Linked DNA regions of Pan troglodytes: region 1 is linked to region 2. The links are chromatin contacts, called in public HiChIP or PLAC-seq maps. All regions are on one chromosome and are shown on one strand. Each heading gives the region's core, a stretch centred on a gene start, on an enhancer-like site or on the middle of the called end of the contact. The rest is flanking DNA. Distances are from core to core; before and after follow the strand shown. Region 1 holds the start of MARCHF10 (membrane associated ring-CH-type finger 10). Region 2 holds the start of TANC2 (tetratricopeptide repeat, ankyrin repeat and coiled-coil containing 2).

Evidence for each region. HiChIP or PLAC-seq counts read pairs in DNA pulled down with a chosen protein or histone mark.
Region 1: an H3K4me3 HiChIP or PLAC-seq map of stem cell-derived excitatory neurons shows a contact between it and region 2, with 2.9 times the contacts expected there. The contact joins the promoter of MARCHF10 here to the promoter of TANC2 in region 2.

The regions. Positions count from the first base shown.
Region 1 is chr19:75,928,226-75,935,598 of NHGRI_mPanTro3-v2.0_pri, forward strand. MARCHF10 (membrane associated ring-CH-type finger 10) reads right to left here and starts at 2,294. Exons shown (of 11, transcript XM_009433023.4): 1 at 1,945-2,294. LOC104002963 (a long non-coding RNA gene) reads left to right here and starts at 2,365. Exons shown (of 2, transcript XR_675439.5): 1 at 2,365-2,814.
Region 2 is chr19:76,087,727-76,095,117 of NHGRI_mPanTro3-v2.0_pri, forward strand. TANC2 (tetratricopeptide repeat, ankyrin repeat and coiled-coil containing 2) reads left to right here and starts at 1,499. Exons shown (of 27, transcript XM_063799158.1): 1 at 1,499-1,637.

The DNA.
Region 1 (7,373 bases), core at 1,044-3,543, 160 kb before region 2:
TATAAGCAAACATTCTCTGTGTTTGCTTGAACTTCATACCGCACTCAGTCAGTTTGAAAAACTGACCAGGATGAACAAGAAACAGAAATAACAGTATGGAAATAAAACTACATGAGATAATGCTTAATTCATGGATCTCAGCTTTGTGGGCCTACTCAACCAGATGGCCACTTGAAGCCAAGAATTTTTCCCCAGCAAACACAGAGGGTTGGGGTGGGGGTGATAATAAAATGTGAGCAAGGCGCATGTTTCTAAAATAGCACTCTGTATTCTCTTCTATCGCTCACCTTTGAACTGCTTCTTAATTTAAAACCCACTCATGGTTATGCACACTTCTGTTTTAAATCTTTCTGGTGATAATGTCTTGTGCCAAATCTGTGCTTTAGAAATCAACATAAGAAGCCATATTAAGTAGGGAGAGAGAAAGGAGGAGGGAGTTGGAGGCAGGTGGAGAAGGAAGGAGGGGGTCCTGCCTTGCTGAAAGCAAGAGCGAGTAATTCTTCTTGGCCTCAAAATTCTACATATCTGTGAAATTTTAATGGGGGAATATTCTAAGAACTTTGTGACATACACATTCTTCTCTAGTGTAATTTTCCAGTGAATTCCAACCAAGTTTTCCTGACTGAGGGGAACAGAATCTGATTGCAGAATGTTTTTCAGCGCTCTAAAAGTCATGCATGCGTACCATCCCTCTGTTTTATGACCACATTTGTCAAAAGAACTGATTTGAAGGAGCCTGTTCTTAATAACAATCAAAGTCTTATTGGTTTCTTACTATGTTCTCATAAGAGAAAGACATCACTAAAGTTAATATTCTGTTAAGCAATAAAGGAAATGTAAACAATCTAACCTCCTCCTTAGACGGAAGGTTGCTTTGAAATAAAATCTAAATGGCTATTGTTAATACCGGACAATCAGGCTCGAAAATTACTCCCTTTCCACAATTAGGTGATTGGAGAAGGATTTCAGGAGACCTTATTCAACCTTTTCCCCAATTGATTAATTTGTAATGTCAGACATTATAGGATTTGTTTACATCTTAGCTCTAAAAAAAACTTTGCATTTTAAAGTCTTAGCTTATAAACATGTCTTGAGTATAAGCAACAAAGTTTACGATTTGGACCCAATTTAAGAATACTGTGACTGCAGAGAAAAAGGGGGAATTGGTTGGGAAAGGTAAGGAGATCTTTCAACTCTTCCAGCCAATTTGGCTTAAGAGTTGGGGGCGGGGTGGAGGGTGGGGAACAGACTTGTTTTTGGCGGTGACTCTTCATTTTACTGTGAAACTAGGAGAGATAGGTGGTCACATTTCGACCATCAAGCCCAGAAGAGAGGAGAAACTCAACGTGTAATTGGGAAACTCTGGGGGAGGAAACGTCACAGGTTTGACAAGCAATTCAGTGCCATCATTAATAACAATATCTAGCCAGGGAAACATAACGAGACCCCTTCTTTACAAATAATTTAAAACATTAGCCAGACATGGTGTTGGCCTGTGGTCCCAGCTACCACCGGGAGGCTGAGGCGGGAGGATCGCTTGAGCCTGGGAGGTCGAGGCTGCAGTGAGCCCTGACTGCACCGCTGCACTCCAACCTGGGAGACAGAGCGAGACTCCTTCTCAAAAATAAACAAAATCAATATCGACCATTTCGCATTCAGAAGCCCAGTGGGCCATGGTCTGTGTATACCTTTTCTGACCAGTGGCGTCTGCAGGAAAGAATGTGGGTGCGGGCGGCTGCCAGTGAGCAAAGGTTCACGGTCTCCCCCAAACCTGTCCCTTTGAGACAGAAAAAAGCTGGGGCTGGGGTCAGCCGAGGGGAGGGGACGGCCAGGCCACCGGATGTCAGGCCCGGTTTCCCTCCAGAATCTTGTAAGTCGAAAGGGAAGGTTGTCCCCCATCCTGGGAGAACTGGAGCGGAGCGGCGGGGGCGAGGGGGCCGTTACCTGTGGGTCTGCCCTTCCTCCCCTGCCGGGGCTAAAGGGGTCGAGGGGCTGGGCGGGCGGGCCGGTCCAGGGCGCAGGAGCCGCCCATTAATTGCGCGGGGACGGCCCTGAGCTCCTCTTCCTCCTCCTCTTTTTGCTTCTTCACTCCCTACACCTGCCCCTCTTCCTCCTCCTTCCCTGAGGCTGCTTTCCGCGGCGCCGGCCGGCCTTGCCTGGGGCGGAGGCGGTGGGGGCGGCTACCGGGCGTCCTCCGGTTTCCCTAGCAACCGCGCCTCCCCGCCCCCGCGCGACCAGGTGCAGCCGCCGAGAGCACGGGGCGGGGCGGGGCTGTGGCCCCGGGGTCCCAAGCCAGGCGTGGGCGCCCGCCGGTTGCCGTGGGAACGAGGCGGGCTGCAGTCGGGGAGTCAGAGCCACGCTGGTGGGCAGAGAAGAGATGCCCAAGGAGGAGGCGGTTGGCATTGTCTGGGTGCCCAAGCCCAGACCCAGATATCCAGGCCTCCGCTCCCTTCCCTGAAAGGGTGCTGTGCTTCATAAAAAATGAGATTAGAAAACGAGAGAGGAAAATATTTTTAATGGAATCAGGGAATGTGAAAAGCAGTACATGCGAAGAGGGAAAGATACTGCAGTCCTGGAGTTCGACCTCTGCAGAGGACATCTGGAATGCTCTGGTCCAACACGAAAAAGAAGAAATAAGCGATGAAGCCAGGCACCCAGTCAGTGGCAGAACCGACATTAGAGCCCAGGCCTCTTCGTAATCAGTCGTCTTCACCCCCTTTCCAAGGAGAGAGGTGCTTAGAGGCCTAGACCAGGCCCTACAGCTTTGGAGCCAGGGCACCAGAACCGCTACTACCCTCACCTTCTCTGTGCCAGGTTGATTTCTTTCTTTTTCTTTTCTTTTCTTTTTTTTCTTTCTTTCTTTTTTTTTTTTTTAGACAGAGTCTCGCTCTGTAGCCCAGGCTGGACAGTGCAGTGGCACGATCTTGGCTCACTGTAACCTCTGCCTCCCGGGCTCAAGCGATTTTCATGCTTCAGCCGTCCGAGTAGCTGGGATTACAGGCATGCGCCACCACACCCGGCTAGTTTTTGTTTTTTGTTTTTTTTTTAAGTAGAGACGGGGTTTCTCCATGTTGGCCAGGCTGGTCTCGAACTCCTGACCTCAAGTGATCCGCCCGCCTGGGCCTCCGAAAGTGCTGGGATTACAGGCATGAGCCACCTTGCCCGGCCTTGCCGGGTTGATGTCTGTCTGTGGTTCTCATGGGCAAAGATGACTCCCCTATTTACTTTGCATATTTAGGCTCTCAACTTGTCAACTGATGTCAAGTTAGGGTATTTTTGATTGAGTGGAGAGTAAGGTAAAGGAAGAATAGAAATTCTTGGAACTTTCATCAGTGCCCGGAATCCCTAGGTGTCTGTGGTTTGACCGTCTTCTCAACACCTCCCCTTCCCCCCATTCAGTTGGTGCCAAGTCCTTGGCAGCGTCACATTCTTCTTTCTATTCTTATCACTCTAGTTTTGGGCTCCATGACCTAGTTTTGGGCTCCATGGATTATTCTGAGGGCCTCCTGGTCACACCCTGGGCGCCTGTCCTCCACACCCTATCTTCACCATTTCCCCCATCCTATAAGCAGCCTACATCTAATGTTGCTGGCCCCCTGCTTAAAAAGCCCTGAAAGGTTCCTCACTGCCTGTGGAATGAAGTCCAAACTCGTCACTATGACTTTCCCTGTGCCCTCCCCCACAGTTTCCTTTCTTGGTTTTTCTCCTTCATCACTTCTTCACTCATACTTCAGCCAGATGGGACTATGTGTTACACACTGAACATTTTTACTTGCCTTCACACCAGCTTCAAAAACATATCATGAGCTGGGCAGAGTCTAGACAAATGTACTTAGCTGAAGTCTTTCCACTGGGCACTTTCCCGTCTGAACTTCACTGGTCCTCCAGCAGACCCTAGGATCTTTTCATCCCTAGTAGCCCAGTCTATATTCTGTTCTTGTTCTCAGCTGATTATCAAGTATTCCTTAGTAAAGCATTAACTGATAATTGAAGTATTAACTGATAAGGATGTAACCTAAGAACTTGCCTCATGGTTTTTGCCTTTCAAAAGGATATGCTTTGGGCCAGGCATGGTGGCTCACGCTTGTAATCCCAGCACTTTGGGAGGCCGAGGCAGGGGGATCACCTGAGGTCAGGAGTTTTGAGACCAGCCTGGCCAACATGGTGAAACCCCATCTCAACTAAAAATACAAAAATTAGCCAGGCGTGGTGGCAGCCACCTGTAATCCCAGCTACTCAGGAAGCTGAGGCAGGAGAATTGCTTGAACCCAGGAGGCGGAGGTTGCACTCCAGCCTGGGCGACAAGAAACTCTGTCTCAAAAAAAAAAAAAAAGTTTGGATGCGCACACTGGGTTGAAACTATAATAGTGAAATGATAGGTAGGGAGCTTGTTCTGTTGGCGCGAGGACCCACCTCAAATAAAAATAACAGAGGAGGAAGTTGAAGCCCAGGTTCTCACCTTGTTGAAGGTAAGGGACATGACCAGAACATATGGTAAGTACCAGAACCAGGGTTCAAAAACAGGGCTTTCCATCTCCAGTAACTTGATGTTGCCCACTACTAAGAAAAGCACCTTGCTACTTCCTGTACCCAGATTTGTCTCCTTCCACTTCAAGATCTATTAAAATAATACTATCTATCTCAAAAGATTGCTGTGGGAATTAAATGAGAGAGGACAAGCAAAGCATTTCACATCATGCTTGGCACATAGAACTCAATAATTGGTAGCTTTGCTTTATAAGGCATAACTTAAGATTTTATTGCATGTGAATGTTAACCATAAATATTTAAAGATTTTTATTTATTTTTAATTTTTTAATTTTTTTTTTTTGAGCCAGAGTCTGTCACCCAGGCTGGAGTGTTAATAGAGCGATCTTGGCTCACTGTAACTGCCGCATCCCAGGTTCAAGCGATTCTCCTGCCTCAGCCTCCTGAGTAGCTGGGACTACAAGCGCGTGCCACCATGCCCAGCTAATTTTTGTATTTTTAGTAGATACAGAGTTTTGCCAGGTTGACCAGGCCAGTCTCAAACTCCTGACATCAGGTGATCCACCCTCCGCCCCCCCAAAGTGCTGGGATTATAGGCGTGAGCCACTGTGCCCAGCCTAAAGATTTTTAAATAACAAGGTCTGGAGAAGTCACTTCATATCTCAGCTTTAAACTCTTCCACATGTCAAGTGTTCTTGAAAATTAAGTTATATGAAAAAATCATGGTGCCTTTGAAAGAGGGTAATAGTGCCCAAGGTCAGCTCATAAAAAGCTATAGAGCAACTCCAACTTTAGTGTTTAATGAGTAAATTTAAGCTAGGCATGTAAATTACAAATAAGATTAGTTCTGGCATTAAAAAGCAAAGTCCTTAGGAGGAGAAATATTAAAATGAAGAAGAAAAACTTCTCCTGGTTGGGGAAAGGATCCTACTCTTCATTATTTCCTGCATAATGTTCCTGGTAGAGATGAATAAGTAAACAAAAAAACTTAAGACTTAAGTGGATGGTAGATTCTAATGCTCCCTCCTGCTGATCTAACAAAATACCTTAGACTAGCTAATTTGTAAACAACAGAAGTGTATTGCTTACAGTTCTGGAGGCTGGGAAGTCCAAGATCAAGTCATCTGCAGATTTGGTGTCTGGTGAGGGCTCACTGTGTTTTGTATATAGCATCTTCCCTTTGCATCCTCATATGGTGGAAGGGACAAACTCCCTCAAGCCTCTTTTATAAGGGCCCTAATACCATTCATCATGGTGAAGTCCTCATGACCTAGTCACCTCCCAAATGGCCCGCCTCTTAATACCACTACAATGGGAATTAAGAGTCAACATGAATTTTGGAAGGACCTAAGCATTCAGACCATAGCAAGCATGAAAAAGTTCTTTAATTATATCTAAGAGTTCTGCAAAGAACAACTTCAAGTATAAAGTTTCAAAAGTAGACTGTGTATTAAGTTTCAGAAATAACACTTTTGAGGGAAATATTTAATGCAAAGAGTAAGCTGTGCAGAGGAATAGGCATACATTCTAAGTCTCCCAAGTTTTTTGAGACAGGGATATCCAACAGCTTCATGGACACCTGGCCCAGCTACTCACTTGAGCTGGAGCAACCCACCCTCTATCTGCCTAATATTTTCTCTTCCTGAGAGAGAAAGAGTCTAACTAAGAGAGTCTCTTTGTAACTAACTATTCAGAAGCTCTCCTATTGGGCATAGAGTTTTATGCCAAGTGACTTCAGAAGCAGATGGCCTCCCTCAGATACAACTTAAACTTGGTCATTTTTGCCTTGGTCATGGGATCTCGCCATGACTAATGGGTTCCTGTTCTCATCATTGAGGCCAGTGTGGTGTTGCCTTCATCCATGCACACAGCATGAACTGAGGCAGTTTGTTTGCAAAAAGAATCTCTAGGAATAGCTTTCCTGAGAAGGGAACTGTGGACATGTGAGTCCTTTAGAGCTCCATGGGTTCTCCTCCAGCATGCCATTGTGCAGGGGCTTTCCCTGATTCATTTTCAAAACTGGCTAATGACTTATTGGGTATACCAGGGGCCGCTGTGACATTCTGCATTCATCTTGTAGCTGTATTTGGCCAGACTGTGGGTATGCAATGTGATAATCTCTCAGTGTCACTCATTAAAAGTCATCCTTTATTGATGTCATTAGATGGTTAGAGAGCTTGGTAGGCTTTCAAGGTGAGCCTTCTGGATTATGTACATACAGTTGGCCCTTAAACAGCATGAATTTGAACTGCCCAGGTCTACTTATACATTGGTTTTCTTCCACCTCTGCCACCCCTGAGACAGCAAGACCCACTCCTCCTTTTCCTCCTCCTCCTCAGCCTGCTCAGCATAAAGACAATGAGGATGAAGGCTTTTATGATGATCCGCTTCCACTTAATGAATAGTAAATATATTTTCTCTTCCTTATGATTTTTTTTGACAGGGTCTTGCTCTGTTGCCCAGGCTGGAGTGCAGTGGTACGATCTCAGCCCACTGCAACCTCCACCCACCAGGCTCAAGTCATCCTCCCACCTCAGCCTCCCAAATAGCTGGGAACACACGCGCATCCCCATGCCTGCCTAATTTTTTTTTTTTTTTTTTTAGAGATGTGGTCTCCCTGTATTGCCCAGGCTTGTCTGAGAATCCTCAGCTCAAGGGATCCTGTCGCCTAGGCCTCCCAAAATGCTGGGATTACGGGCATGAGCCACCACACCCAGCCCAATAATAGCCATTCTAAATAGGGAGAGAGAATATTTCATTGTGGTTTTGATTTACATTTCTTTGATAATAGTGATGTTGAGGACTTTTTATATACCTGTTGGCCATTTTTATATCATCAGAGATGGCTATTCAGCTCATTTGCCCATTTTTAAGTTGGAGATATA
Region 2 (7,391 bases), core at 249-2,748:
TAAAGTGCTGTTATCAAACAAACCTCTCTACCTTGGAAGCGCCACAGACAGAGCTTCCTTGATTGATGTAATTTGGCGCATCTATTTCCAATCATGTCATCTGATTAAGAAGTTGGATGACCACGAAAGGTCATCTCAGTTTATGGAAGGGAAGGCGAGCCGGGCAGAGTTGGTAACGGTGATTGTTTCGCATCATCTCTCAGCACGCGAAGATGTTTATGTCCCAAATATCTTCCACAGCCGACTTGCTGTTTTATGATAGGAGGGAAACAGTAGAGGGGAAGAAGATCTAGGTGGAGGGTGAAATATGACCTAACATCGTTCGACGAGGTATTAATGTGGTGGCTTTCCCGCCCTTGTCGACCAGCTCTTAAAACCACGCTACTTCTTAGTCAACCTGGCAGTGACAGAAGCAGCGCCACGACTTTACCTCAGGTTTGCAAGCTGTGGTTGGTGAATTTTCAGCCATTATTCTAAATAACAGTCTCGGTCTCCCCACAAACCCCACTGTTGTTTTGTTTTTCTTTCTCATTCTGATTCTCCCCACAGCCAACCGTGGCCTTTTGAAGTCGTCTACAAACTACCACTGAGAATCCGGGAAAGAATAACTGACACTTGTAGGCTTCGAGGACTCTCAGAGTGATATGTGCCTGAGGTGACCAAAGTGGGGGAGATCTAGGAGAGCGTTCCGGTCATCAAAGCAGGAGGACAGGCCCTGAAATGGGCGCACGTGACAGCAGAAGCCACCTCGAGAGTGACATCACCCCTGAGGGCGGAGCCCAACTATGTAGGGCCTGGTCAGTTACCGAGCTTCCTCCCTGCTGCCCCTCCAAATGCCACCCACAAGTCCGAGCCCCCCGGGGATACGAGAAATGCCAGGACATCCCAGAGCGCCGGAGCCAGGGCCCCGTCTCTCCGCGCGGAGGACGGCTGCGTCCCCACTCCCTCTTCCAGCCGTTCCCCACCCCCAAACTGTGGAAGGGGCGGGGGCGCGCGCGCTCCCCCACGCACGCGCCCCCACGCACGCGCGCTCCCTCCGCGCTCGCGCCCCTCCCCACCCCGGCCCGGAGGGGGCGGGGCTGCGGGCGGCCTCAGAGGGTGCGACGCCCCCAGCGCGGCGGCGGCGCTAGCGAGCGGCCGGCCGGGCGCGGGTTGCTGGGCGCGCTGCTCCGGCGGGGCCCGCTGGCACAGCCGCCTCGCGCGAGCCGCCCGCCCGGCGGGGGAAGCTGCGAGCGCTCCGAGCGCCCGGCCTAGGGCCGCTGGCGCTGCCCTCCCGCCGCCACCGCCCTCCGCGCCTCCTTCGGGCGGCCCCGCCCCCATTCCCATCCCCCTCGCGCTCACCTCCCGGCTGTGCCGCGCGCTAGGCGGAGCGAGGCGCCCGCCGCCGCCGCCGAGCCGAGCCGAGGGGCGAGAACTGGCCCCCGAGCCGCCGCTGACAGGAGCACCGCCGCGGGCTGCGCTCGCCGGCTGCGAGGCCCCGCCGCGCCGTTCCGGGGTGCAGACTCGCCGCGGGGCGTTGGAGGACTGCGAGGTGCTCCGGGAATCGCGGGCGGCGCCGGCGGGCGGCGCGGTCCTCACAGGAGACCCCGGGGACTGGGGCTTGACCCGGAGGTGCAGAGAGCCCCTCAGAGCGGCAGGTAAGGGGCCCGGGGAGCAGGGCGAGGAAAGGTCGCTTCAGTGACAGGGTCGTTCGCCTCCACAGCCTCGGCTCCGGGGAGAGGGGCGGGGGCGAGCGGGGAGACGGCGAAATGGGCAGCGAAGTGCCTCGGTGTCCAAGGCGTGGGGAAGGCTGGCTCCGAATATGACACCAAGGCGGGCTTCAGAGGCGTGTGGGGTCGCCACTTGGCTGTCACCGAAGATGTCATGGAATTTGGTACCTAGAGCGTCTCTGGATGACGGGGACCAAGGATAAGATGCGAGGCGGATTGCTAAACGTGGCAGGGAATTGGTGCAGAACGAGTTGCAAAATGTGCCCCCAGAATGCAGCATAAAAGTAGTTGTGAAATGTGCCAGGTAAGGCACAGGATGGGCTGGCCTGTGTGGCGTTGAAATTCATGGTCGAAGTGTTATTAGCGATATTAATAATTCCTCTGGGAAAGGAGGTGTAGCATAATAAAAGATTAATAAGGCTCATTGCTAGATATTTTGCCATAGGAAATCGGGAGGAGCTATGATAAGCTATTTTTTTTGAGGTAGAGAAAGTAACCACGTGAAAGAAAAAAAGCAAATTGTGTCTGGCTGTGAGATTGGAAAGAAAAAATAGGGCTAAAATAATTCCAGGTTTTGCCATCAGCGTATAGAGCACTGGTACAATTGTATCCAGTCTTCATTTCCAGGTGTGGAATGTTTAGAATGGTCTTCACAAAACATAAACAATGATAATTAACATTAGGAAGAAGATTTGGTGTTTCGGGTGTCTTTCACTCTCTTCTCTGCTCCTCTCCAGGAAAAGAAACAAACAAAACCCCAAACGTCTTGACCATAATTATGAGTTAAAGATCATTAGGCAAAGGGAAGTATTTTTCGTATGTGCCCTTTTCCTGATTTTTACACAGGTGAAAATATCTGTAATGAGGAAAACAAAACAGTGTGGTGAACAAAAGGGATAGATTTTCAGGCATTTTGAGGGGTTGGAGCCAGTATCTATCACAGTGGTTAATTACAGAGAACGGCAGTACTAAAATATTCTTGTATGTTCTTGGTGATGGGATGGTGAAATAAAAAAAAAAAGAATACAGTAAATTGGCATAAAAAGCAACAACATGGATACTGTGAGTGGAGTGCTTCTTGCAGCATTTCCCAGGTAGATCCTCTTAGGGATGTGAGCACGAAATAAAACGTTAAACATTCTCTTTCTCCCTCTCTCTTGCTCCCCTCTGTATCTAGATATTTATTTGTGTCTCTATATAGATATATGTGCATGTATATTATACATACATAAGAAATTACCCACATGCTGCAAAACATTGTGACTTCCATTTAAGAACATCTGTTTTGAGAGGATTGTCAGAACATAGCTGGAATTTCAGAAGTAACAAAAGACAACTCCATGATCTATTTAATGTAACTTATATGTATGCATACAATGAGTGTGAATATACTATATAACGAAAGCAGAAATATGGAAATGTGTTCGTTAGAATGTACTTAATTATTGATGAGATTTTAATGTTTTATGTTATAATTCTTGTAAAGAAATTAAATTACATGTGTGAATGCTGTTCTCATTATAGTAATTTGCCAGATAATCTGAAAATTCATACTGATTGGCTTTCCCTTAGATCCAAATTCAGCCATTGAGGGATCATTTGCTTCAAAGACAAAAATAGATTTTCCTTGGTGATTGATTTTGGGTTTTAGTCTTTTCTGTAGATATGTCCCTTACCTTGAGAAGCTGTTGGGGCTGAAGAACAGAGGAAAGGGCCAGAGGAGAATAAAGAGAATTCTGTTGGGTCTTCCTGTTTTGTTCTGACTGTAAGCCATATGTACTGCCACCCCCTACTGTCTGTAGGAAGAGGTGTTACAGAGCCCGATTCGTTTCTTGTTATCACTGCCCCCTTGTGTAAGGGAAGAAATTGATAGTTGCGCTCGGGGAACCAGTCCTCTCAGATTGTTCTTGATAGAGTATTATGTAGATCTGTGAATCACCTATTTTCTTCAGAGTTGAAGGGCTTTAAACTTACTGTTAATCAGGCCTCAGATTTGGTGTCTATTTTAAATATAGGTAGCATTTGATGTTAGGAATTCAGATTGCTTAAGAATGTTTTTGGTACTTTCAGGAAGAGGGTGCAATACAATTACTACTACGTTCTTCCCTTATTGTATGCAGGGGATTGGTTCCAGGACCCCCACATATGCCAAAATCCTTGCATGCTCAAATCCCGCAGTTGGTGTATGGAACCATGTATAGGGAAAAGTCGGCCCTCAGTATACTCGGTTTTTGCATCCCATGAATACTGTATTGCTTGAAAAAAATCTGCATAGGAGTAGACCAGCACAGTTTAAGCCCATGTTGTTCAAGGGCCAGCTGTACTAGTAGTAACAGCTCACATTTATGTAGCACCTATTCTTTGCCAGTCCCGTTGTACATTGTTTTAATCAGTTCCAACACCCTATGAGGTATGTGTTGTTATTTCTGTTTTACAGATGAGAATCTGAAACACAGAGAGGTTAAATAACTTGCCCAATATTATCTAGCTGAGAAGTAGAAGAGCTAAGTTTCCATTTAGGAATGCTAGCTCCAGAACCTGTGCTCCTCATTAATATGCTATATTGCCCTCTCACTCAAGGTAGTATTGGCAAGGCATAATTAAAATGCATGTGCCCATCATAAAGCAAGTACTATAGATGTGGATAAACCTGGACAACTCACATAGATGTTAAGTCTGCATATATACAAAAGATACAGGTATTTGCAGTGTGAACATTTCTCTTTAGGAATTTGTTTTTTAACTTATTTCTGGGATTATGCGTAGAGGAGTATTAGTACTTTTTATGTGGTTAAGGAAATATTTGTGATGGTGGTTGGTTTGAAGGGAACTTCAGAGGTAAAAAGTTAATTTCAAGTAGCTTAATATAGTGTGTGTGTGTATATAAATACGCATTCATTCATACACACACACACACACACACACACAGCCTTTTTAAGAGCACCAATAAACCTTTACTGCTTATTTTCTGTAGGGAAATTAAGGATAAATTACAATATTTTTCTTCCTACTCATATTTTTATGATCTTTTTCATTTATATTAAAAACTACCATAATTAGCACAAATGGATTAGATGCCTATGTACATTTTACCTCTAATGTCAACAAATGTTTGTTCAGATTTTTCTCACACTTAAACATTGTTTTATAAGATATTGGCCACGTATGACAAAGTATTTATAAAAATGTGTAAAATATAAAGACTTCACAATGCAGCCAACACTTACATGCCTTTTACCCAGTTTAAGAAATGGAACATCATCTTTCACAATTATAATAGTTATTTTCTTCTCTTAGCCAAATTGCTTCTGCCATTCTTTTTCAACAGAAACCTTTCCTTATTGTGCTGCGAATTGCATATCTCATGTAACCAAACACTTCCCTTTTTATATACATTTGTTGATATGGGAATTCAATATAATCTACTGCTTATGGCTAAAACTTATTCAGCATATATGCTTACGTAATTTAATATATTTAATAAATTGTCATACACTCAGACTATGCTTTGTATTTGTATTGGTTACTGGTTGGTAGTTCATTTTAGCATACTTCACTTGTAAAACTTAATTTGGTTTGCAAATTAGGATTTTACTAACATTGTTAAACATTAATAGATTATTTCCCTCTTCCATCATGAATTCTTGACTGTCCCACGCTAGCTCTGTTTTTTCTTCTTTTCCCCATAACTGCCTTTGCTCTTTATTTCTTAAATGACTCTGTATGAATTATTTTGAATGGAGAGGGAAGGAGACCCTAGAAAGGAGTATACTAATCCATTCGTTTCAAAGGGGACTATTAGGGTAGTTGGTACTGATTGAATATATGGTAGAACACGTGTGCATAAAAGAAATGCATGAAAATCCTCTCCTTGTCATATTTCTTCCTTTTACAGTAGAATTAAAATGAGATCTGAGACACTCTGATCGGGCACACTAGTTGAGTATTGTTGGATTGAACTTACCCAGAATCACCAATGTTAGCTGGGATATTTTTGCTGACAGTACAATATGCAGATTTTAATTCAGGGAGCTAGAACAAGCTGTTGCAGAGGGCTGTTTACTCTTCTAGTACTAGTCTAATCAAGGCACCAAATATTATAAAATAGTTTGGAAGCTAGTTCAATTATTTGGACTTTTTTTTTCTTTCTGAATGACTTGAGACTCAGCATTGTTATATTTGCTTAATGTGCCTGTAGTCATCAAATGCTGTGATTATTTTGAGGGAAAGGCACTCTGTAAATATACTATACAAATAAATAGTTTAGACTTCGTTGTAATACCGTGAGAATACCGCTTGGTTTCTTTGAATAGCGTCTTTTGGAGTAACTTGCATTAGATGAAGACTGTTTAAAATGAAAAAAAAAAATGAGTTAAGGAGATGTGTGTATGGTGATGCCGAGTGTATATCCCTGATGAGTTTCTTGAAAAGGCCACGGAGAGAAATAGGTTAAAGAAGAGCTTAAAGACTAGAGCTATGTTTTCCCACTCAGCAGTCTCCTGCTGCCCTTCGCTTTCCCTTTCTTTTCTCTTTTCAAGACAGGATCTCACTATGTCTCCCAGGGTAGAGTGCAGTGGTGTGATCTTAGCTTATTGCAGCCTACGTCTCCTGGGCTCAGGCGATCCTCTCACCTCACCCTGCTGAGTAGCTGAGACTATAGGCACATGCCACCATATCCAGCTAATTTTTGTACTTTTTGTAGAGACAGTGTTTCACTCTGTTGTCCAGGCTCATCTCAAACTCCTGGACTCAAGTGATCCACCTGCTTTGGCCCTCCAAAGTGCTGGGATTACAGGTGTGAGCCAACTGTGCCCAGCCAGTTTTCTTTCTTTTAGAGCAGGGGTCTCTAACCCCTGGACCATCATGGCCTGTTTGGAACCAGGGTGCACAGCAGGAGGTGAGTGGCTGGCCAGCCAGCATTACTGTGTGAGCACCTCCTCCTGTCAGATCAGCAGCTGCATTAGATTCTCATAGGAGCTTGAACCCTATTGTGAACTGCTCATGAGAGGGATCCGGGTTGTCCGTCCTTATGAGAATCTAATGCCTGATGATCTGAGGTGGAACAGTTTCATCCCCAAACCATCTCTGCCCCCCCACCCTCTGGAAAAATTGTCTGGAAAAACTGGTCCCTGTTGCCAAAAAGGTTGGGGACCACTGTTTCAGAGGACATTTTACTTTGCGTATTTAAGATTCAAGGTAATATTAGATGGAGAACAGGAACTTTGGGTCTGAGTTTTAGAAGGCTAAAGCAGGTTACGCAATTAGTGAAAAAACTTTCTGGGACCTTTTTTTTTCTAGAAGGGTCAAAGTAACTATAATACCATAATTTTTTCTGGAAACAAATTTATTAGGTCAGTTTATTTTAAAAAATCTTTATAAATCATGTGAAAGCTGTGTTTGTGGATATGTCATATAAGTTGTTTTTTTGTTGTGGGCCACACATGACGTATCTTGTTATGTTCAGTCTCTTGTTTGCTCTTGAATAGTTGAAAGTAAGCATTACTAAATTTAAGAGTCAAAATAATTGTGTTAGTGTTCTATTATGCCTTTTCTTCCCCGTAATACCAATTTGTCTTTATTCACTACGTGGTTTATAGTGCATCTTAAACTCCTTTCTTTGTTTATCAGAACTTAAGAGAGTCTCATGTCACTCATTTAAACTGAGTAGTTGCATTATAGAAA